7 separate regions of the Mus musculus genome follow, and regions 1, 3, 4, 5, 6 and 7 are each linked to region 2. The links are chromatin contacts, called in public Hi-C and promoter capture Hi-C maps. All regions are on one chromosome and are shown on one strand. The core of a region is the stretch at or near the end of the contact, and the rest is flanking DNA. Distances in the headings are between cores, read along the strand shown.

Region 1 (2,904 bases), core at 153-2,652, 1.7 Mb before region 2:
AAGGTGGCACACTGGGGAATTTAAATTTATTTAAGTTGTACAGAGATTTTGAGCAATTACAGACTAAGGCTGTTGGCCATGGGGGAGAAAGGATTGCTGCAGCCCATCCAGCGAAGAGAAGGACCCACAAGGAAAGACCTGACTCTCCTTCCTCCCCATGTGGTTGGCCTGGCCCCTTCATGCCCTGCAGAAGCCCAGAGATTCCCACAACCCTCTACAGGCAGTGATTTGCAGAGAGAGGGAGCTGTGGGGGTAGAAGGCTGGTTCTGGGGCTGCATGGGGGATTTCAAGTCTTTGTTTCAATCAGGAAGACCCGTCCCAAAACTTCCCAGTGTCTCTTTTGCTGTATTTGTAGGTTTTTGTTTTGTTTTGTTTTGTTTTGTTTTTGAGGTGGAGTTTCACTATATTGTCCTCCTGCCTCAGTTTCCTGGGACGCTAGACTAACAACAGGTATGCCACAGGCAAGCACCACTACCCCAGGCCTTTCTGGGGTAAGAAGGGTTTGTGCATGCTGTGGTGGAGGACATCCTGGACAGGGACCTACCACCCAGAGATGCCCCAGCCCATATAAGACCCTCTGAGTCTGGGAATTAGTTTTCTCCTTTCCCCTGGTCTCTGGGATGCAATCTAGGGTCTCTCACATTGCTAGGCAAGTGCTCTGTCATTGAGCTGCAATGCACTCCCTGCTGGTCACTTGGCTAGAGTTCACAGGACAGGGTGTTCCCTAAGGGCCTTTTCAGATCATTGGTTGGTGCTTCCACTGATTAATTCTGCAGAGACCTCCTACCGCATAAATGCTCTCACCTCCACAGAAGCAGCCCCTGGCCACAACTGCAAAGGGGGATCAACCGGTCCTCCCGAAGAAAGCAGCAGAGCCTGTAAATTGAGGCTACTAATTTGGAAGTTATGTCCTCCTGTGCAACTTGGCGCCGGTAGGAAGTATAAGTAACGAACACAGATGAGTTTAGGTAATTTCCTCCTCGACGTGTTGGTGTCCGAGGCGGATACAGCTAGGGCCACCTTACCCTTCGGGTTATACCCGTGACCTTGAGTATGTTTAACCAGCCGAGTGGCTGGACGCTGGCCCTGGCTAGTAAACCACGCCCGCGGCCTACGCACGCTTGTGAAACTTGAAACCCGAAACTGCCCTGCCCCGAGGAGAGGGGGCGGTACCTAAGGAGAGAGGGCGTGACTTGGGGGCGGAGTCATAGATAGGCAGAGCCTAGGTGCCGCGCTTGCGTAAACGCAAACTAAAGAGGTCCTCAAGGGGACGGGGCCTAGAGGGCGTTCACGCACGCGCGTTTTGGCTGTGGGCGGGACCTTGTGCCGGGGGCGGTGCCTCGGGCGGCGCGTGCGCAGGCGCGTGCTGGGCAGTGCGGGCGCGGTGCGGGGGGCGGGGCTCCGCGGCTCGGAGCTGGCCTGTGGCGAGCTGGTGTCTGGCAGGACGCGGGCTGCGGGAGGTCAGTGGCGGTCGCGGGCCGGAGCCGGTCGCCAGCACCATGGAGGACGATGACAGCTATGGTGAGTGGGGCCGGTCCGCTGCCCCTTCGTGAGCTTCCGCCTGCGCCGGTGTCCCTGGGACGGGACGCGGAGCGCCGGGTGGCGGCAGTGCGAGGGCCCGGGGGTGACTGCCCAGACGCTCGAGGGCCTGAGGGTCGCCGGGGCTGAGGGTCGCCTGGACCTTTGGGTCGCCGTGAACTGAGAGTCACCCGGGCCTGAGGGTCGCTGGGAACTGAGTGTCACTCGAGCCTGAGGGTTGCCGGGGCTGTGGGTCACCCAGGCCTGGAGGGTCACGGCAGGGGTCGCCCGAACCTGAGGGCGCCGACGGAGACGGGTGTAAAACCGGGAATTGCTTTCGGGCTCCAGGACCGAGGTTACTCGGGCCTGGGGGTCGCTGGGGCTGAGGTTTGCGAGTCTAGGGGCCCCGGAAGGGGAGTCGCCGGGGTTAGAGGGTCTCCGCGGCGGGGGTTAACCGGAGCGCTGAGGGTCATGAGGATGCTGAGGAGCCCCGGGGTGCCGAGGGGAGTCAGGGCCAGGTGACCGGGGTCGTAGTCTTTAAGACGAGTCGCCTGCTGCTTGTCACCGGGGTGGCAGACGCCGCGAGCGGCCGCGGGACTAACACGCCCGGCCGGCCTGTGTTCCCTAGTAGTTTCCGGCTCTCAGGGGTGTTAGAAGTTATGTGCCCCATCCAGCTCTTTGTTCTGAGATGAACACAAGTGGCCTGACCGGGGCCTCTGAGCCGGGGACGTCGGTCAGGTTCGTGCTACCGTCGCATTGTGAATTAGCTCCTGGTCCCCTGGTCTGTCAGTCAGGGCCTGACCACACCGGGCAAGGGGATCAAGTTTGAGCTGTTGCCTGAAGGTAGCCGGGTAATGACACCAGTCCACATCCTCCACCAGGGCAGAAGCGATTTAGACTCTCCTGGCTAACCTTGCTGCTTGTTGGCGAACAGCCAGGGCTCTGGTCCCTCCGAGGGTGTGCAGTCTCTGGAGTTGTAGAAGGTTATTTGAAATGCTTTACGTGGTTGTTAGCATTGTTTCCAGGAGGAATGGAAGAAGGAATGGCAGGTAGGGCGAGTGGTGACCTTTTACTGGTTTGGCAGGGAAGTATGGCTCAGGAACTTAACAAGCTTATACGGCTTAGTGGAGCCAAACTCCGGTGTGTTGCCTCACAGGTAACTTTGCCTCCTCACACTCTGGTGAGGAATATTAAAGTACCAAGAGGGAAGAGTGTTAGGGCTTTGCAGGGGAGCCCTTAGAGAACCCTGACCCGGTGAAGCCATGAGGATTATGGCTAACAACTCCCAGAGCTTCAGATGTGTGAACACTGACTGTTTCCTTGAATGTTAGAGGTCTGTGCCTTCCTGTTCAGTGGAAGAAGCCGGCTTTTGCTACCTTCCAGGTA
Region 2 (2,876 bases), core at 167-2,666:
AGGCAGACACTGGCAGATCTCTGTGTTTGAAACCAGCCTGGTTTACAGTGTGAGTTTACATAGATAGGTGGATTTCTGAGAGTCCAGGCCAGTCAGGGCTGCATAGTAAGACTCTGCCTCTTTTTTCTTTTCTTTTCTTTTCTTTTCTTTTCTTTTCTTTTCTTTTCTTTTCTTTTCTTTTCTTCTTTTCTTTTCTTTCTTTCTTTCTTTCTTTCTTTCTTTCTTTCTTTCTTTCTTTCTTTCTTTCTCTCTTTCTCCCCCCCCCACCTTTTTTTGATTTTTCAAGACAGGGGTTTTCTAATATATATATATATATATATATATAAAATTTTAAATTTCAATTAATTTTATTTATTTATTTTGGTTTTATTTTGTAGCCCTGGCTGTCCTGAAACTCACTTTGTTTGGTTTTTTTAAAGGCATTTTTTATTAGATATTTTCTTCATTTACATTTCAAATGCTATCCCCAAAGCCCCCTATACCCTCCCCTGTCACTTTGGGTTTTGTTTTTGTTTTTGTTTTTTGTTTTTGTTTTTGAGACAGGGTTTTTCTGTTTAGTCCTGGCTGTCCTGGAACTCACTCTGTAGACCAGGCTGGCCTCGAACTCAGAAACCCGCCTGCCTCCCAAGTGCTGAGATTAAAGGTGTGTGCCACTGCCTTGCAAGACTCACTTTGTAAGTCATGGCTGGCCTCGAATTCACAGATATCCTCCTGCCTCTGCCTTCCAAGTGCTGGGATTAAAAGCATGTGTCATAACTAAACCGCATTTAAAAAATTTTTGTTTGGCTTTTTTATTCTTTTGTTTGTTTTTACTTTTCGAGACAGGGTTTCTCTGTGTAGCCCTGGCTGTCCTGGACTCACTCTGTAGACCAGGCTGGCCTAGAACTCAGAAGTCCATCTGCCTCTGCTTCCCCAGTGCTGGGATTAAAGGCGTGCGCCACCACTGCTTGGCTTGTTTGGCTTTTTCGAGGCAGGGTTTCTCTGTGTAACCTGGACTTGCTTTGAGACCAGGCTGGCCTAAAACAGAGATGGGCTTGCCTCTGCCTCCTGAGAGCTGGGGGTTAAAGGCGTGGCCACCACGTCAGACCCGGGCATAATTTTTTTTTAAGAAATTACAGTCAGTTTTGCGTGCAGTCCCCGCCCCTCAACTCCGGTAGACCAGTACCCTTCCTCAGGCCCCTAATCCATCTTCGTTCCTGCAGCCCTGCCACGCCCCGCGGCAGTCCTTCCACCCCCGCCCCAAGCATCTTCAGCGTCCCCTAGCGACCGGGCGGCGGCTCCTAGCAACAGCATCCCGGCGCCCTAACGACGGCGGCACGCAGGCCTACGTCAGCGCGCTCGGCCCCGCCCCCGCGCCGCCGGCCCCGCCTCCCCGCGCCTTAGGCTGCCGCCGCCGCTACCGCCGCCGCTGTCGCTGCTGCCGCCGCCCGAGACTCGCGCAGAGCAGTTATGGCGGATCCCGCAGCGCCCGCACCCGCCCAGGCCCAGGCCGCCGCCGCCCCGACCCCGGCCGCAGCCCCCGCCGCCGCCGCCCCGCCGCCCGCGCCCGCTACGGACTCGGCCTCAGGGCCGTCCTCCGACTCCGGCCCCGAAGCAGGCTCACAGCGCCTGCTGTTCTCCCACGACCTGGTGTCCGGCCGTTACCGCGGCTCGGTGCACTTCGGGCTGGTACGCCTCATCCACGGCGAGGACTCGGACTCGGAGGGCGACGATGACGGCCGCGGCAGCTCGGGCTGCTCCGAGGCCGGGGGCGCGGGCCACGAGGAGGGCCGGGCCAGCCCTCTGCGGCGCGGCTACGTGCGCGTCCAGTGGTACCCGGAGGGCGTCAAGCAGCATGTGAAGGAGACCAAGGTGAGGCGGGCCGGGGCGGTCGGCAGGGCTCGGGGAGGGGAACGCCGCCTCGTCGCCCGGTGCACCGTCATCACACCGGCCTGGGCGCGCACGCCGGCAGGGCTGCTCCGGGCGAGGGGAGGGGCCTTGCGAGCGATGCTCGGCTGTGGTGTTGGCCTCGGGGTGATGGACGCGCACGGATGCCCGTGGGGACCTCCTCGGGCGCTGAGGCGCGTTCGGCGTTACACTAGTGCGGCGTTTTTTGCTTACAACCCCCACCGCTAAAGGAGGTCCGTGCTGCATTGTGCTTTCCGAAGGGAAGGCCGTGCCGGGGAGGGCTTGGCTGTGGGTATTCCAAAACAAAGATAGAGGTGAAAACCCAAGAAGTTGAGCAGATGCTGACGGAATGCATGGTGGGGCAGCGGCCCCACGTCTTTTTTGTTGTAACCCCTCTGCATCCTTTGAATTGCCTCGGAGAACTTTATGAGGGAAATGATGAACCAGTCCAGGGCCATGATATTAATAGTACTGAGGGAGATGGTGGCAGCTGCGACTGGGTGTCTAGGACTTCTTGGGGTGGGGTGGCCTATGAAATCGTGGACAGAAGAGAGAGGGACCAATGGGAAAAGCTGCATCTTGTTTTTTCGTTCTTTTGGTTTTAACCTGGGGCTCTTAAGCAAATACCACATTCTCCCACTGTTCGGGAAAGAGGCTTGTGAATGGAGCAGTTCTACAAGAGCGGACTGACATCATAAACCTAAGCCAAGATTGGTTTGCAGGCTTGTTTTCCTGAGTGTGTGGTTTTGTATCTGTCTCTCACATATCTTTACCTCACAGCTCCTCCTGTCCTGCCCCTCCCCATCAGGAAACATTTCTAAGCATGAATCAGGTCCCTGGAAGTGAGAGATCTGCTTTGGGGGAAGGCTGTTAAGTCACTGTTTTTTGCAGTGCTGAGGGTTGAACCCAGGAACTTGATGCTAAACCTCCAGCACTTTGACGTAGAGCTACGTCCTAAACCATTCTACTTTATTTTGAGAGTAAACCTT
Region 3 (3,262 bases), core at 360-2,859, 1.4 Mb before region 2:
CTGGGGAACACTCCCTGAATGAGATCAAGGAGGGCTTGTTCACAGAGAAAGGGAGAATCCATTTGGGGAGCCTGAGAGTGACTCGAAGGCAAGGACTGGGCCTCACCTGTGGGATCTCCATCTGTGAGCATCTGCTCATCAGACCAGTGTGAGATATTTTAAATAAGGCCCCTAAGCCTCTTGACTACTGGAATTGCCAGGGGCGGGGGACAGATGGGCACCCATCCCTATTTAACAGATAACAAGACTGAGTCCAGAGAGGCAGTGCACCTGCCCTGGTCTCTCTTAGTTCCTCAGCATCAGTGGAGCAGATTGGACACAGTGGGCCAGAAGGGAAGCAGGCAGCCCTCCCTCCTAGCCCAAGCTACTCTGTGTAGTCAGTTTGCCCTCCTACTGGTGTTACAAGAAGCCTGTGGTATCCAAGAGGGCAGGTCAGAAAGCCCACTGAGAGCAGACACTGTGTGTCACTTAGCTGGTTCTCAGGTGGCTGCCACTTCCTGCTGCCTGTTGCAAAACTCGACACTAGGCCTTTATAGATACTCACGTGACCAGGAGTAAACAACCTTTCACCTCAATCACCTGCTCTTATCAATACTCCCTCTCCACCCCACCATCGGGAAAGTTCAGACACCTTAAAACGTAGAGGCAAGAGAGGGTCCATTCTGACACCTCAGCGACTTTCAGGCAGTGGCTGAACCCGTTACAACGCTCTGTGGACAGTCCTCCTAGTCGACATTCCTTCTCAGGTTTGACCCTGTCCTGGGAAGTGAGGCTTCTCTCTCTGGGTTCCCCACTCCTGTTCTTGAATAAGGAGCCCCACAACCTCTTATTCTCTCTATACAGAGCCTGGGAAACAGCAAAACTCGGCTCGCCTACAAGACTCCAGCGCGCCCTCTGGTGGACTCGGGGGACGAGCATGGGATGAGGGTTTCTTTCCTCTAGCTCCCCCACCGCGCCGAGAGTACCTGGGCGGACCCACAGTTCGCCACGCAGGTTGGGAGGCCCAGATGAGTGATAAGGTAGTAGTTAGCTGCTCCTCCCACCCCACTCCCCAAAGGACATCAGCACCCACGTCTGTCACCGAAGAACCAGGCAATGGGCGGATGAGCTGAGGCCAGGTAGCTGCTTCTAAGTCAGTGTCTCCTCCACTTCTGGATCTCACAGCTTCATCTTTTGGACCTGTCTACAGGTAAATGTCGCGCATCCCCCTCCTCCACTTCCTAGGTCCCCAGTGGGCTGGTGGCTGAATGGTCCTACGTCCCTTTTGGTTGGCACGGGATGCTTGGAACTGTACATGAGGACCTCGGAGTGGCCTGGGTGCAGAGGGAGGGGAGCGTCCCCGCGGGGATCAAAAGAAAGGGAAGGGGTGCCAGGAGGGAGCCTCTCCCGGCTGGCCTCCTAGAACTGCCCGCGCGCTCCCATCGCGACGCCCCCGCCTCTGCCAGAAACCAGCCTTCTTAGAAGGGAGGGGGGGGAAAGTGTGAATGAGAAGTTGGGGGCGGAGCGCGCGGGGGAGGGGCCGCTGCCAGGAACGCTCGGCCAAGGCTGGCGCCGCGCCCGCCGGTCGGGCAGCCTCGCGCCGCGCTTTGTCTCCCTCTCGGTGAGTCTCGGCGGGTCCTGGAGGCCCCAGCTCCAAGCCCGCCCTCCGCGGCCCCTCCCTCGCCCTCCGCGCACAGCCTTTCAGTGCAGAGTAGTGACTAAACATTACAAGAAGACCGGCCGGGCAGTTCCAGGAATCGGGGGGCGGGGCGTACTGGCCGGGTAAATACCCGCGCGCGCGGCCTCCGAGGCGGCTCTAACTCTGACTCTACACTCGCCTGCTCTTACGACCGCTGTCTCTCCGGGCTCCCGGACGCCCCCTTCCCGGCCCAGCTCTCCGTCGAGGTCCCTCGCCCAGGTCCTTTGCCTGATTCGCCCAGGAGTGCGCCTCATCGGCCCGGGGAGCAGCGAAGCCAGAGGGGGCGCACGCACGGGGAGCCCCTTTGTAGACTTCACGGCTGCCAACATCTGGGCGCAGCGCGAGCCACTGCTGGCCGCCGCCTCGCCTCGGGGACCATAGGAGGCGCAGCCCCAAGGCCGGAGATTTCGCTTCGGGACTAGGTAGGAAGGAGGGGCGCGGTGTGGGGAAGGGTGGGGGCCTCGGTCCAGCTCGGGAGCTTTTCCCGGTTTCTCCTCCCCTTCCCGGGTCATTCCCGGTAGGGAGGGGACGAGGTAGGGGGCAGAGCGGATGAGAACCGAAGATCCCTGATTCCCGTCATACTCAGACTGGGGCCCTCGGGTTTCTCCTGTCCCCTCTCTCACATATCTCGGGTTTGGCACCCCCCTTTTTTCGCCCTCGCCACTGAGGACACCGGACTGAGAGGCGCCCTGAGCGTCCCTAGGGCTCTTGTGTCTCTCCCCATCCTGGCCGCGCTCCTGGAGACCCAACTTCCACGCGCGAGTTTTCTCTGGGCGTCCTCCTAGGGCGGGCAGGGGAAGAGACTGTCTGGGGTTGGCCGGCAGTGACCGAGGACAGTCGAGTTCCGCGAGGTGGCTGGGCCTGAGACACGGTCTAAAGCGGGGCAAAGGGGTGCCCCGGGCGCTAGGCGGAGGCTGGAGGGCCGGGCACGCTGGAGGGTTCCGGGCACTCACGCGCCTCACGCTTTGCTCTCTGCAGCTCCCCGGGATGCGGTAGCGGCCGCTGTGCGGAGGCCGCGAAGCAGCTGCAGCCACCGCCGCGCAGATCCACGCTGGCTCCGTGCGCCATGGTCACCCACAGCAAGTTTCCCGCCGCCGGGATGAGCCGCCCCCTGGACACCAGCCTGCGCCTCAAGACCTTCAGCTCCAAAAGCGAGTACCAGCTGGTGGTGAACGCCGTGCGCAAGCTGCAGGAGAGCGGATTCTACTGGAGCGCCGTGACCGGCGGCGAGGCGAACCTGCTGCTCAGCGCCGAGCCCGCGGGCACCTTTCTTATCCGCGACAGCTCGGACCAGCGCCACTTCTTCACGTTGAGCGTCAAGACCCAGTCGGGGACCAAGAACCTACGCATCCAGTGTGAGGGGGGCAGCTTTTCGCTGCAGAGTGACCCCCGAAGCACGCAGCCAGTTCCCCGCTTCGACTGTGTACTCAAGCTGGTGCACCACTACATGCCGCCTCCAGGGACCCCCTCCTTTTCTTTGCCACCCACGGAACCCTCGTCCGAAGTTCCGGAGCAGCCACCTGCCCAGGCACTCCCCGGGAGTACCCCCAAGAGAGCTTACTACATCTATTCTGGGGGCGAGAA
Region 4 (3,136 bases), core at 473-2,972, 1.2 Mb after region 2:
CTGACTCCTTCACTGCCCCTGGACTACAGTCCTAATTCTGAGAAAACTTCCATTCTATTGGCAGTTCTCCTGAGCCCAAGGCCAACATCAGTGGGAGTCTGCACTGGCAGCTGCAATCTCACACACCCTATCTCTGTGCCCAGAGGAAGCTTGGTACTGCCAGGACTTGGCTCAGAGCAACTTTAATCCTACTCATCTTTACAGTAAAAGAAACAAGAAACTGGCTTGTGTTGGCCATAAGGAAGATTTAGGGTATATAAAAATAATTCCCTATAAACAGGAGTTCTGGAATCTCTTAAGGTTCCCATCAATTTGGTATCAGAGAACAGATGAAACTGATTAAGGGTTTATGCAAGTCTACTAACCATGGGAGTGCTTTATGGTATGGATGCGTTTGAGAGTCAAAGGTCAACCTGCAAAAGTTACAGTTCAAACTGGAAATGAATGACGTCTTGCCACTGCTCAACCCTGTGTTTGACGCTACACATTCTCTGGGTCCTAACCTATCAGCCCATCTTTCCAAGGAGTGCATTTACTTTCAAAAATGTACCGAAACGGTGACTGTTACGGCACAAAAGGTCTGGGACCAGGATTTTATCACCACCACAGGATGTATCACAAGCACTTCCTGCAGCCTTCAGTAGTGGACGCTATCATTAAACCCCGAGTTTAATACCACTTTACACAGGGATGGAACAGGACCTGAGTCCTCCGAAAGTGACCAAGATGTGGTCATTCACCCTGACCCAGTTCTGAATGCATTTGGCACCAGCAGCAGGGGGCCGCCCGGGAGCCAAAGAAAAACTCATGCAGATCTGAGAAGGGGTGGTCCCCAGGAGGGGCAGGGAATGTGACAGGAGCACGAAGGGGGCTCCCGTGGGTGCAGGTAGACAACTCCACGCAGGAGCAGCTGAGAAAAGAGCGGGGTGCGAAGGGAAACCGGAGTGTGCCTGAAGATGGGGCAGAACTGGGACGGGAGATCATTCTGAGGTGGCCAGTGCTAACTCGGGGGGAAGAGAGTGGACTCAAGTCCGGGTTTGCAGGACCCGCTGGAGGGAAACGCGTCCCAGAGATCGGAGCACCAGCCTGGAATGGGTCCCAACACCCGGGGGCGCGCCCGAGGGCGGGGCGCACCTTGTCGGAGTCCAGCTCCGGGTCCTCCTGGCAGCACAGGCGGCAGAGGAAGGACTTGGGCTCCCGGCCTAGGGTCTGTCTGGTGGTCACGAAGTAGGTACCGCCCACGTTGAGCCGGACCCAGCGGGCGGCCCCGCCGCCTCCCGTCCGCTCCGGAGGTCCGGGCCCGGGCTCCAGCGGCTGCGCGGCGGCGGCGGGCTGGCGGCCGTGTCCGCGGGGTGTCGGGCCCGCAGGGCGAGGGCTGGGGGGTCCGCGGCCCGAGCCGCCGCCGTCGCCCATCGCACTGCTGCCACCCCCTCCCAGCCCCGCCACTGCCGGGTCCAGCTGCAGCTCCGCCATCTTGGGCCGCCGCTGCCCGCGCGCCGCCGGGCCGGCCGACTCCTCGGCGGGGAGAGCCGGGCCGGCCCATCGGCGGGCGTGGGGCAGGGGGAAAAGGGACCCCGACGGCGCAGGCGCCGCGCCCGCCTTCCAGGACGGGACTCCATGCTCATTGGCTGAAGTGTGACATGAGACCCGCCTATTGCTCGTTCGGATTGGCCAAGGAGAGAACTTCCGGCAACTCTCTTCCGTTCCTTGCTTGCTGGAGAGAGAGCACTCCGCCGGGGGTCGGTGAAGGTGAGTGGGGTCTGAGGTGTTGGGTCGAATCTCCACGGACTCTTTTGTATTGTATTCCAGACCTCGCTTCCACACTTGTTCCAGCTCCACGGAGGACATCGGGCCTTCGAGCTGCCCCGCTAGCAGAGCGCCCGAGGTCACTGCTTTGCCCTGCTCGCTTTCCCGCGGGGCGAGCCTGGGGCCTGGCAGTGACTTAGCCAATCACCGTGAATTTAGATGTTGCCACAGACTTTTGTCTCACACTGTGTGGCGATCTCAGGAGTGGAGTTTAGGGGTCGGGAAAGCATCACAGAGTTAGGGTGGTAACTTTCAGAGAGGACAAGACACCTAGCAGACTTCAACTCTACGTCCTTCCCTTCGAATGGAGGATTCCTATTCCTCATGAGGTTTACCGATTGATCTAATTAACTATTGGTCATTCTCTATGCTTATGACCTGTGTATGAGAGCAGGCTGGCCAATTTGTCTGAGAAACAACCAGCGCTAGAGATGAATCAGATAACAAAAAGTCTGTAACTCCTGCTTTCTCCAGTGCACTTCGTTCTCTGGCATCCTTAGTTCACTTGACAACTGTCTTAGTCTCTGTCTCTGTCTCTTAGAGACGTAAGCTGTACTGAGGAAGGAAGGAAGGAAGGAAGGAAGGAAGGAAGGAAGGAAGGAAGGAGAGAGACCGGCATTTGACAACTTTGATCGATAGGAAGGTATCCCCCACTCAGAGCTTGTGTAGATGGTTTCCACTTTTCGGTTGGCTCTCTTCATAGTTATTTTCTGTATCTCGTCTTGTTTTGGTCTCAAGACCGCTTCAGTCACTTTCTTTTCACAGTATCATTTGTGTAAAAATGCCTCTGAAAGTGCACAGTATGTGTGCTGTGGACAGGATGACCTGGGCAGGACAGTTCGAGTGAATGGCCGGGGTTGTGGTGGAGAGTCAGTGGCCAAAACACAGTAGCTTAGTTAGCCTTTGGGCAGCTTATGACTTCCTTTAGAAGTGTCTGCAAAGAATAGAAATGAGTTGGGATAGAGGAAGGGCAGCCTGGTAGGAGAGAACATGTTTATATTCTGGGTTGTAGAGCTTTATTTTGATGTATTGAGACAAGCTCCCACATCTCTCATGTGACCTTGAACTTTGATTCTCTGCCTCTACCTCAGTGTTTCTGGTGCTGGAGAGGGAACCCAGGACTCTGTCCATGCCAGGCAAGCATTCTAGCAACTAGCTACATCCCTAGCCCTCTTTCCTGGTTTAAATCCGAATTCTTTCATCTGTTGCATATATATACCCATCAAATGCTTGAGCTGATCCGTCTCTTAACGACTTGTATTTCTCTGGAATGGTCTCCTTCAGGGGTTCTCTCCAAAGGCGCTGTTTTGTTTTCTAGTATCCCAAGATG
Region 5 (3,103 bases), core at 139-2,638, 1.7 Mb before region 2:
GGGGACTAAATTTATTACCTGCCAACTGAGCTACTGACTCTGAATTTTATTTTATTTTTTTGTCCCCACAGATCAAGCCTCCAAGTAAGAGAAATTTGCAAAGTAACAGGCTAATTAGAACAACATCTGGATTAAAAACCTAGGTCTTATGCCAGGTGCCAGCTCCCACACAGGAAGCGTGCTAAAACAGTGAATTTCCCAGGAACTGTATCAGGCTCGGGACAGCAAAAGCAGTAATTCATTGTAGCCAGCCTAGAACAGTGGGTTTATAGAGCCAGCTCCAGCCAGACACAAAGAGTGGTCAGAGAACAAAGAAGTCGGTCTAAATAAAGAGGGAGGATTCTGGGACTGGAACTCAATAGTTAATAGCCCCTACTTCTCTTACAGAGTACCAGAGTTTGGTTCCCAGCCCTCACACTGGGAGCTCACAACTTAGAGCTGCCTGTAATTCCAGTTCTAAGAGAGGATGAGACACCAGTGGCCTCCACAGGCACCTACACTCAGATATTCTTCCCCTATACGTATGTAATTCAAAATCTTTTTAAAACTAAGAGAACTTTTTTTTTCTAATTTAGGTCATATGTGTCTGCCACATGTAGAGTTACATGAGATTTTGAACCACCACTGTATGGGTGCTGGGAAGTCCTTGGAAAGAACGACAAGCCATCTTAACCTCTGAGCCATCTTTCTAGCTCTAAAAGGGACATTGGTATAGGCTAACAGGATTTGGTCTTTGCCATTACTACCCCATCAGCCCCCACTCCCACCCCCTTTTTTAAAGACAAGGTTCTGCTACGTGGTCCAGAAGACATTCTCCAATGATCCTCCAGCCTTGGCCACTTAAGTTAAGCGGTGGAGTGGCTATAGCCAGCATCTCAAGGATCCCAGAGATGACGTTTAAGTTCTGATCATCCCCCACCCCCTCCACTCCTCAGAGTTGCAGAAACTGCTTTCTTGTGCCACAGCGCCTGTTTCATGCAGTGATGGATGGAACCCAGGGCCTCATTCCATGCCCGGCTTGCTAGGGTTTTTTTTGTTTTTTTGTTTTTTTTCAAAAGGACGCCTGCAGGTAAGAACTAACGAACGGTGAATCTTCAAAGCCTCGGTGGCTTGCACTGAACGTGAGCCCTGAGCTCCTCGCCGCAGCACACTGGGCCTGCGCACTGGCAATGTCAGGCACGCAAGCGGAAGTGACGCCACTCGCGTACACCGCGGGAACCACGCCAAGCCGCAGCAGGGTCTCTGGACTCCGGGACGCTTCCGGAGCTTTTAGCTCTACGCGCTTGCGTCATCGCGTAGACTGGCAGGCCTGCGGGGCGGAGGGGTGACGTGTGCGTCGCGAATAGCAGAGAAGGGAGGGTCCAGGGAGACAAGTCGCCGTTAGCTCCGCCTCTTAAGGCGAACGTGCCCTTCACGCGGACTCAGGGAGCACATTGCAGTGCGGCTCCTTTAAACGTCGTGGTGACACGTGTGTGAGGCTCTGGAGGCCCGGATGGTGCGCATGCTGGCCCGGCCCGGATCGGACGCTGGTGCTGCGCGGGCCTTCCGCGGGTTCCCGAGAGGCCTAGGAGGTCGAGGTCGGGCGCGGCGGAGCGCAGGAGCTTCCGCGGGGCTTGGGACGAGGAGGGTGCGCGTTCTACCCGCGGGTTTTGGGGACTCCAGCGAAGGCTGACAGGTGCGTGCGTGGCCGGCGAGGGCACCGGGGAACGCAGAAAGAACATCGGACGCAAGGGACAGGGATCGCCGGGAAGGACAGGGCGTGAGAGGGGCGTAGGGCAACACTGGAGAAGGTTGGGGTGCGAGGGACTTGGAGGAACAAGGGATGCCAGGGACTCCGAGGAAGGGACAGGTGATGTGAGGGGTGCCTGTAAACCCTAGCGTAGCCAGGGAATTGCATCAGTCTTCATCCCAGGGAGCTTCTGGAACGTGAGGTCGCTGGGATCGCGGTTGTTCTCTCAGAGCGGGTTTTCCTTTGAAGGTTCCCGGAGCTGGAAATCTTAGGGTGGAGGTATAGCTGTAGTCCATTTTATAGACTAGGGCAGGGTCAGATCCTTAACACGGATCCACACCGAAATGTAATAGCAGGATAGCATTCTAACCAAAATGCCCATTGCTTATGGTGTGTGATTGTGTGTGCGCGCGCGAGCCTGCCTGCGTCTGTGGCGTGACCCTTGGTGATGGAGATGGTGGAATAGCATCCTAAGACAGGGAGGCACCTTGGATGCCTGAGGATGCCAAAGAGCATGTAGTTCAACTGTTCCCTGACTTGGAATGCTCTGCGGTGGGATGCCTTGGAGGCCCCAGCTCTGTCTTCGCCAGCATGTAAGTGACCCTGAGAATCTGACTTGAGTATTTCTTGGAAAACAGCTTAAAGAGCTGAAGGAAATGCTTTGTTTAAATGACATCTGTCAGAAGGGAGGAGCCAGGCTTGAGTTCCGAATTAGATATGTAAATTGGGCGTGCAGAGTATCCTAGTCCTTGAGAGACCTGGGTCGAGGAAGCATCCCGGTTGGCCTGAGAGTCACACGTGCTGCGTGTGCATGTTAGAGGGTTTGCTGGGAACTACACGAACATTTTTCTCGCTCCTACATCACATAGCCGTATCTTCCAGGTAGAATGATAGACACTTTTTTCCTGCTATAGCTTCAAAAATGATCTTGGCTGAGTAGCCTGCCTTGGTCCTAAGGCCCTTGTGGCAAATGCCTTTGGGTTAGTGTTCCCATTTGCTCATCCCTGAACCATGTTGGGCCAGGACAAAGTTCTCACCTCCCCGTAGGGAGGCATGTGTGGTTTTGAAAATGATGTTTGTGTGGTGGGGATTTTCAGAAGCCAGGCCACCTCCCATCTGCATTCTGTTGGGGGTGGGGGCGTTGGTTAGATGGAGTTCTGAGGCATTCTGCAAGGCAACCTGGGAATGAAGAGGTGAACCAAGATTGGTCAGGCAGTTGTCTTAAGCCCTTGATGGTGGCATTGTGCTGATTGTACCATCCTTTGCATCTGTGTGTGTTTGAATGGACGGAAAACACTTAACTTTTTGGGGCCAGCCGGGAGTGATGGGGCCAGCCGGGAGTGGTGGTGCACACCTTTAATCCCAGCACTCGGG
Region 6 (3,121 bases), core at 387-2,886, 1.2 Mb before region 2:
AAATAAAAATAAGTAAAGAGAAATAAAAAAGACAGGATCTCACTCAAGTTCAGGCTGGCCTGAAATTCATGACAATCCTGCCTCAGCTGCCTCAATGCTGATAACCACCTCCCATTTGAATGAGTTTTAAATAGGATGGGACACAAAATCACGGAGGTGAAACTCAGTGTTTCATCTAACCCTCACCCCAACACCCTGCCCCAAGTCAACTCTACAGCATCAACCAATATCTTCCAGAACACCCTTCAACAGCTGCCCTATTTCCCTCCAAGACTCCCCCTAAAGCAAGAGACTCCCCAGTCAGCCAGCCTTCTCCCTACAAGGACTTCCGGCTTCTTTGGCACGTCGGCCCCTCCCCTCCAGAGAACTACTAGTCTCCACCCCCACAACGGTTCCCCTCAGAGCAAGGTTCTTGGGGTGGTCAGATCCACAGCCAGACTCAGATCCCGCAGGAGCCAGGACAGAGGTGGGAAAGTCACCAGCAGAGACTGGCCAAAGTTTGGAAAGCAGCTCCTTTGGAATCGTCCTAGTCATTTCGCTTCCTCCCCACACCCTAAGGCCACCGCCAAGCCCACGTCAAGGCGGCAGATGCAACTGAGTCTGTGGGCACCTGGCTGCCTCCAGACTTGCAGGACCAGAGCGATCCTGCGGGGACGCTCTCAATAGGATTGTGGAACTGGCAGTCACAAGCCCCGCCCCCAGCTGTGGATGAAGCCGGAACTCCAGGACTGGGCGCGGAGTATGGGTCAGGGCTCCTGGCACTGCCATCCTGACTGACAGGGTACAACCCAGGACGGAGTCACTAGATTCCACCGCTAGGCTGGGAGATTCCGGGGAGCCAGGGCACCTCCAAGGCTCCAGGCCCAGACCCCCTGGGCGCAGTGGGGCCACCCTCAATCTGGCAGCTAAAGTCTCAGTTTTCAGTGTTTTCATCCCAAGGTATGGAAAGCTGCCCCCGCACGCCTGGTACAAGGGGGCTCGCCCCGCTTCTGGGAAGGGAGTGCATTTGGTGGGAAAGCAGACCTGTTGCTAGCCTCTGAGAGGGAAGGAAACTCTCCTTCAGAGTGCCAGGCCAATCCCCCTCCTCGCACCCCACGTGGCTGCAGAAAGTCCCTTCCAGGTGAATTCCCTAGGCTGGGAGCCGCGGCGTGCCGGCCACCTGCTGTGCCGTGCCCCTCTCCGGTCCCTCCCAATGCCAACAAGGCGACAGGCCTGCCTCCCCGGAGAACTTCGGGGACGTCCCGCACCAGAGCGGCCTGGACCAGTGGTCCAGGGTGCGGCGGGGCCCGGCCCGGAGTTGGGGAGACAAGGTCCGGAGTGGAACAGGCGACAAAACCCACGGGCTGGAGGGGACAGAGACGCGGAGGGGCACGGGGCCCCGCGCTCTCCGAAAGGCCCAGGACGCGCAGCCGCCGCCACCTGTCGCGCTCTGCGGCCCGCGGCCCCACGGGCCCTGGTAGCCAGGACGCCCGGCTCCGGGTCCTCGCTGGTGGACTCACCATGCTCACGAGGCGCGTCACCACCTGAGGCTGAGACAGGAAGCGCCGCAGGTCGAAGGAGCCGCCCGCGTTGGCCGCGCCATAGGCCCCGCTCTCCATGTCGCTTTCGCCACCGAGCCGCGGATGGCCGGGAACTAGCCGGATTGCCCCGCCCCGCCCACGGGGGCGGGTCCGGCCGCCGACAGGGCGGGGCCAACCGCCGGGAAGTAGCCCCTCCAAACTCGTGGAAGTTGGCAGCAAAACTTGGAGCTCGCAGGAGGCGCCAGGGTGCGGAAGGGGGAGGAAAAGCTCACCCCTGGGAAATATGTCCTACTGAGTTCATCCAGAAAGGATCAAAGAGTCCCCAAGAAGAGACATCCTAGGCGGCTCCCACTTTACTCTTACTTACACAGTGCCCTGGTGAAGGTCCTCTCCCATAAGCCCTCCAGACACCCAAATCCCACCAATCCAGAATCCAGGCTCGTAAATACCTGGATGTCACTTCACCATTCTGCTCCAGACCAAAGGACTGGGGCATAAGCTCTTGCCTAGCACATCAGAGGCCCCCAGTTCCAACCTCTGGACTACTGTAGTAATTAATAACTATGGCCCCCACAGTTCTGGCTACTCTTTGCTCTGGAGCTAAGCCTGAAAGCCAAAGGGCTCTGAAGGGCAGATTTCTAGACATCGTGATCACATGCTGCAAAGTACCTGGTGGCTGTTGTCTCAGGAAGAGAAAGAGGGCAGGAGAATAAGGAGTTCAAGACAACCCTGAGCTATCTGAGATCTAGTCTCAAGTACACACATACTGAGGATTGTAATTTTAAAAATTAAAACAAATGAGATCACTAGGTCATAGACTCCAGCTCCCCCTGTCCCCCAATAACATTTAGAAAGGGAACCTGATGCTTAATCGGAAGGGGTCGTGTGTCAACCCAGGGCTTCACCTTGGCCGCCAAGAGGCCTCCAGATATCCTTCTGTTGACAACACAAATTTGTTCCCAAGGAGACCATGGCTGTTGAGGGGTGTAGAGGGCTGAGAAGTGACACAGAATGGAGTCATGACAAGATGGCTTTACCACAGTCACTTCAATGGATAATGAATAATGAGACAGACTCACCTCAGTAATGAGGGGGGCTGGACAATAAGGAAACTGAGGCAGAAGCCTGCCCCACCAGAAGGGTCACCACTCGGGAGAAGACAGGAGTAGGCACAAGAGAGACTGGGCCTTCTAACAGTCTATCTGCGTCTATTTGCACCCTCCCCACACTAACAGAGCCTGTGACAAGCCGCTGGTAGGTGAGCCCAGGGCTACCTCCTAAAATCTGTTCATACACGCCATGAGTGTTTGATGAAGGAGAACTGGCTGTCAGGACTTTCCTACAAAGCCTCCCTTTCTCTCTCTCTCTCTCTCTCTCTCTCTTTCTCTCTCTCTCTCTCTCTCTCTCTCTCTCTCTCTCTCTCTCTCTCTCTCTCTCTTTCCTACACAGAGAAACTCTATCTCAAAAAACCAAAACCAAAACCAACCTTTTGCCATTACATCATTACATGTAATTGGTTTGTGCCTGGGGTGGGTGGGTAGAGCACACGAGATGACACATGTCATAAAAAGGACACCTTGTAAGACATAGCGCTTGCTCCC
Region 7 (2,882 bases), core at 96-2,595, 1.1 Mb before region 2:
CACCCTTTGGGAACGCACGGTCTGCAGGGGACCATGCAAGGGGAGCGGGTATCATCCACCACTGCATTAGTTTTAAGAGAACGAGAGAGCGAGCGCGGGGGTTGGGGGGAACGGCTAAGTGTCCGACCCCTGGGTCCCCATCCCGATGTCGCACGCCCGGCCAGGAGCTCGCAGTCCGTGCCTCTCCTCCGCCCGTCAACCCCGGCCGGCGCCGCACGCGGGTAGCTCGGGGCCGCCGCGCTCCGGCTCGGCCGAACAAAGGGCCCGAAGACCTCCGGGCGCTGCGGCGGTGGCGCTCTCACCTGGGCTCCGTCCCCGGCGGCGGCTCCGCGGGGCTCCGGCGGCGCGGGCCTGGCGGTGGAGAGGTCGCTCTCGGCCGCCCGGGGCCCTCGGGGGCGCTCCGGCGGCGGGGGCCCGCTCAGTGCCGGCGCCGCAGGATCGAGTCCGGGCGCGGGCGGCGGGTGGGCGGCGGCACGTCCCGGCAGGTCCAGGTCCAGTGCCCGCGACGCCGCGACGCGCCCTGCTCCTAAGTCTCGGCGGGCCGCGGCTCGGACGCAGCCCGGGTCTGAGGCGGGGACGGCGATGGGCGGCTGGGCGCGGGGCCGCTCCGCTCCCTCCGCCTCAGGCTCCGGCTCGAGCGGGCCCGCGGCGGCGGCGGCGGGAGCGCGACGGCGCGAGGACCGCCTGTCACGGGGGCGGCCGGGGTGACCCGGCGGCTCTCAGGGCTGCACGGCGACGCGGACGGCGACGGCGGCTGCGGCTCCCGGGGCCGTCGCGCTGAGGTGCGGAGCTGCCACCGCGGCCATCTTGTTGCTCTAACTGACAAGAACCCCCCTCCCCCCGCTCCAGCCAGACGCGGCGCTCGCGCCCCCGGCCCCGCCCCGCGTGGGCCTCCAACAGGAAGTCGTACCGGCCCCCGGCACGTGACTCCCACCGCATCTGCATACCGGAGGGCGGAATGGCCAATCAGCGCCCTGATCCTGAGCTCCGCCTCCAGGCAGTGCTCCCGATCCCATTGGTTCGTCACGAAAAGACCACGCCTCCTCCTTCTCCCCTAATACCCGCCCGCGCTGTGGTCGTCCAGACCGCGCGTGGAGCGCGCGGGGGTGCGAGCTGCGCGTTCTTCACGCGCCTCGGACGCGCGCCTTTCCTCGGAGCTGACGCTCCTTCCCGGTCAATGCGGAGAGCCGTGCGGAATTCTCCCGTGGCCGCTTGCCTTCACGCTTTTGGGCACTGTGACTCCGCGTTAGCTTGCGCACCAAAGGGCCGCAGATTCAGTTCTGCGTAGCCGCCTCCGTTCTCCGGTTCTGCGCCCCGCCGTATCCCGGGTTTGCGCAGCGTTTTCGCCCGGCGGCGCTGGCCCTCTGCGCAGCGGCGCCCTGAACCTGGCGCACGCACTGGCGCGCCTCCGGCCCGTGCCGTGCACACGCCCTGTACCTCCCTACGGTGCACACTCGTACGTGCGCGGGACGCGGCCTAGAAGCTCGCTGCGCGCTCCTCGCGGCATCCTCTTGGCCCCCTCCTTCGCTCAGAGGCTCCCCGGGGATTGCTCTGACGCGAGCCAAACAATCCCGGCTGCAAAGCAGCCCCCTGGGGAGGCCTGCTTTCCCCGCAGCTACTCCACCCTACAGCGAACGCAACCTGCCCACCCCAAGCCCTGGGCTGAGACTACACACCCCGCATTTTCTTCCTGGCTCTGGGAAGCCCGCGGTGGTCCTCCATTCTTTGGCTCCTCCTTGGTATACATATACGTAATAATCTGGTGGGTAAGGTCCGAAGCACTGTGCGCTCCGTAGAGTCCCTTTCAAGTTTCTGTTCAAGCCACGGGAAGATTTTGAAAGCTCATATTTTTCTCCACAGAGGGTGATGGAAGGAGCCTAATTCCTCTCCACCACCACTCCCGACCCTGATGTTCTGGTAGATCCGCGATGCTTCTGAAAGTTGTCAGTGCTGTAAGAGGCCATTCCCTGTCTATGTGTTCCCGTCTGGAAGAAGAGACAACGCTCTAGTAGTACCTTCGAGATGCAGTTTTGCTGCCGCCAGTGTCATGTTTTGAAATGTTTGTGGAGAAAAGGGACACAACAGACTTGCTGCTCTCGTTTCCCTTCAGGGTCCCGTGAGCTCTGTACACTCCTTTCTTTCTATTATATTTTAAGCCTTCTGGTCGTCAGATTTACTTACTCTCCGAAGTCGGCTTCAAACGTCTGTTGTGTATTTTTCATCCTGCAAACCCATATCCCCTAGAAAGATCTGATGGCAGATGTGGCTCTCACAGAGACTTCTGCCTTTTCTATTCAGCATTTTATTGACTTCAGTTTAATTCTTGACTGCTGAGAACCTGTATCTTTTGTGTCTCAAAAGTCCAGATATTATCACATGATCCAGGAAGGAGCACAAATAGCATCCTGCAGTTACACAGCATGCACTAGGTAGATTGCTAAATCCATGAGGAGCCCAGAGTCTGGGTGCAAACAACACTGTAAAACTTCAGTTATTGGAATATTGAACCAAAATGACGTCATTTAGCATTTGTCCTTGCCATTCATTGACTTTGTGACCATGACCTCTCCTCTCTTCCAGCTTTCTTTGTGATCGTCCCCTCCCCTCGAGCTTACTTAGCCTGGCACAATAAGGATCTCTTCCTACCTTAGATATCCTAACACCACTAGAAAAGGTGGGCTATATCTTTTGGAATGAAAATTAGACTCATAGTTTGGAATATGGACTTGTGGTGGTAGAAAGAATATTTGAGGAAGAGGGGTGTACCTCAGAGGTAAAGTGTCAGCTGAGCATGTTCAAAGCACTGGGGTCATTCCCTGGTGCTGGTGTATCTGAGCACACGCGCACACACACACACACACACACACACACACACACACACA

The links. Promoter capture Hi-C pulls out the DNA fragments that hold promoters and counts their contacts. A called contact is a pair of places that touch in the nucleus more often than the background predicts. Capture Hi-C pulls out chosen DNA fragments and counts their contacts.
Region 1: a contact with region 2 is called in a promoter capture Hi-C map of pre-B cells, with 3 times the contacts expected there. The contact joins the promoter of Cyth1 here to the promoter of Ube2o in region 2. A contact is called at or near these places in 2 of 39 promoter capture datasets (liver and pre-B cells) and 1 of 9 other capture datasets (embryonic stem cells).
Region 3: a promoter capture Hi-C map of liver shows a contact between it and region 2, with 4 times the contacts expected there. The contact joins the promoter of Socs3 here to the promoter of Ube2o in region 2. A contact is called at or near these places in 1 of 39 promoter capture datasets (liver), 1 of 484 Hi-C or Micro-C datasets (B cells) and 1 of 115 datasets of contacts at active chromatin or transcription factors (astrocytes).
Region 4: a contact with region 2 is called in a promoter capture Hi-C map of liver, with 2.5 times the contacts expected there. The contact joins the promoter of Atp5h here to the promoter of Ube2o in region 2.
Region 5: a promoter capture Hi-C map of liver shows a contact between it and region 2, with 4 times the contacts expected there. The contact joins the promoter of Usp36 here to the promoter of Ube2o in region 2.
Region 6: a contact with region 2 is called in a promoter capture Hi-C map of liver, with 4 times the contacts expected there. The contact joins the promoter of Syngr2 here to the promoter of Ube2o in region 2. A contact is called at or near these places in 3 of 39 promoter capture datasets (hippocampal neurons and liver) and 1 of 115 datasets of contacts at active chromatin or transcription factors (pancreatic cancer cells).
Region 7: a Hi-C map of B cells shows a contact between it and region 2, with 7 read pairs. The contact joins the promoter of Tnrc6c here to the promoter of Ube2o in region 2. A contact is called at or near these places in 1 of 39 promoter capture datasets (liver) and 1 of 484 Hi-C or Micro-C datasets (B cells).

Annotation. Positions count from the first base shown.
Region 1 is chr11:118,247,056-118,249,959 of GRCm38.p6, reverse strand. It overlaps Cyth1 (cytohesin 1), which reads left to right and starts at 1,402. Exons shown (of 14, transcript NM_011180.4): 1 at 1,402-1,521. The coding sequence starts at 1,500.
Region 2 is chr11:116,579,987-116,582,862 of GRCm38.p6, reverse strand. Ube2o (ubiquitin-conjugating enzyme E2O) reads left to right here and starts at 1,416. Exons shown (of 18, transcript NM_173755.3): 1 at 1,416-1,851. The coding sequence starts at 1,450.
Region 3 is chr11:117,967,713-117,970,974 of GRCm38.p6, reverse strand. Socs3 (suppressor of cytokine signaling 3) reads left to right here and starts at 1,609. Exons shown (of 2, transcript NM_007707.3): 1 at 1,609-2,100; 2 at 2,657-3,262. The coding sequence starts at 2,745.
Region 4 is chr11:115,418,505-115,421,640 of GRCm38.p6, reverse strand. Atp5h (ATP synthase, H+ transporting, mitochondrial F0 complex, subunit D) reads left to right here and starts at 1,722. Exons shown (of 6, transcript NM_027862.1): 1 at 1,722-1,749; 2 at 3,125-3,136. The coding sequence starts at 3,134. Kctd2 (potassium channel tetramerisation domain containing 2) reads right to left here and starts at 1,515. Exons shown (of 6, transcript NM_183285.3): 1 at 1,135-1,515. The coding sequence starts at 1,473.
Region 5 is chr11:118,288,529-118,291,631 of GRCm38.p6, reverse strand. It overlaps Usp36 (ubiquitin specific peptidase 36), which reads left to right and starts at 1,388. Exons shown (of 21, transcript NM_001033528.1): 1 at 1,388-1,675.
Region 6 is chr11:117,808,182-117,811,302 of GRCm38.p6, reverse strand. Syngr2 (synaptogyrin 2) reads right to left here and starts at 1,636. Exons shown (of 4, transcript NM_009304.2): 1 at 1,500-1,636. The coding sequence starts at 1,598.
Region 7 is chr11:117,652,752-117,655,633 of GRCm38.p6, reverse strand. It overlaps Tnrc6c (trinucleotide repeat containing 6C), which reads right to left and starts at 1,345. Exons shown (of 22, transcript NM_198022.2): 1 at 948-1,345.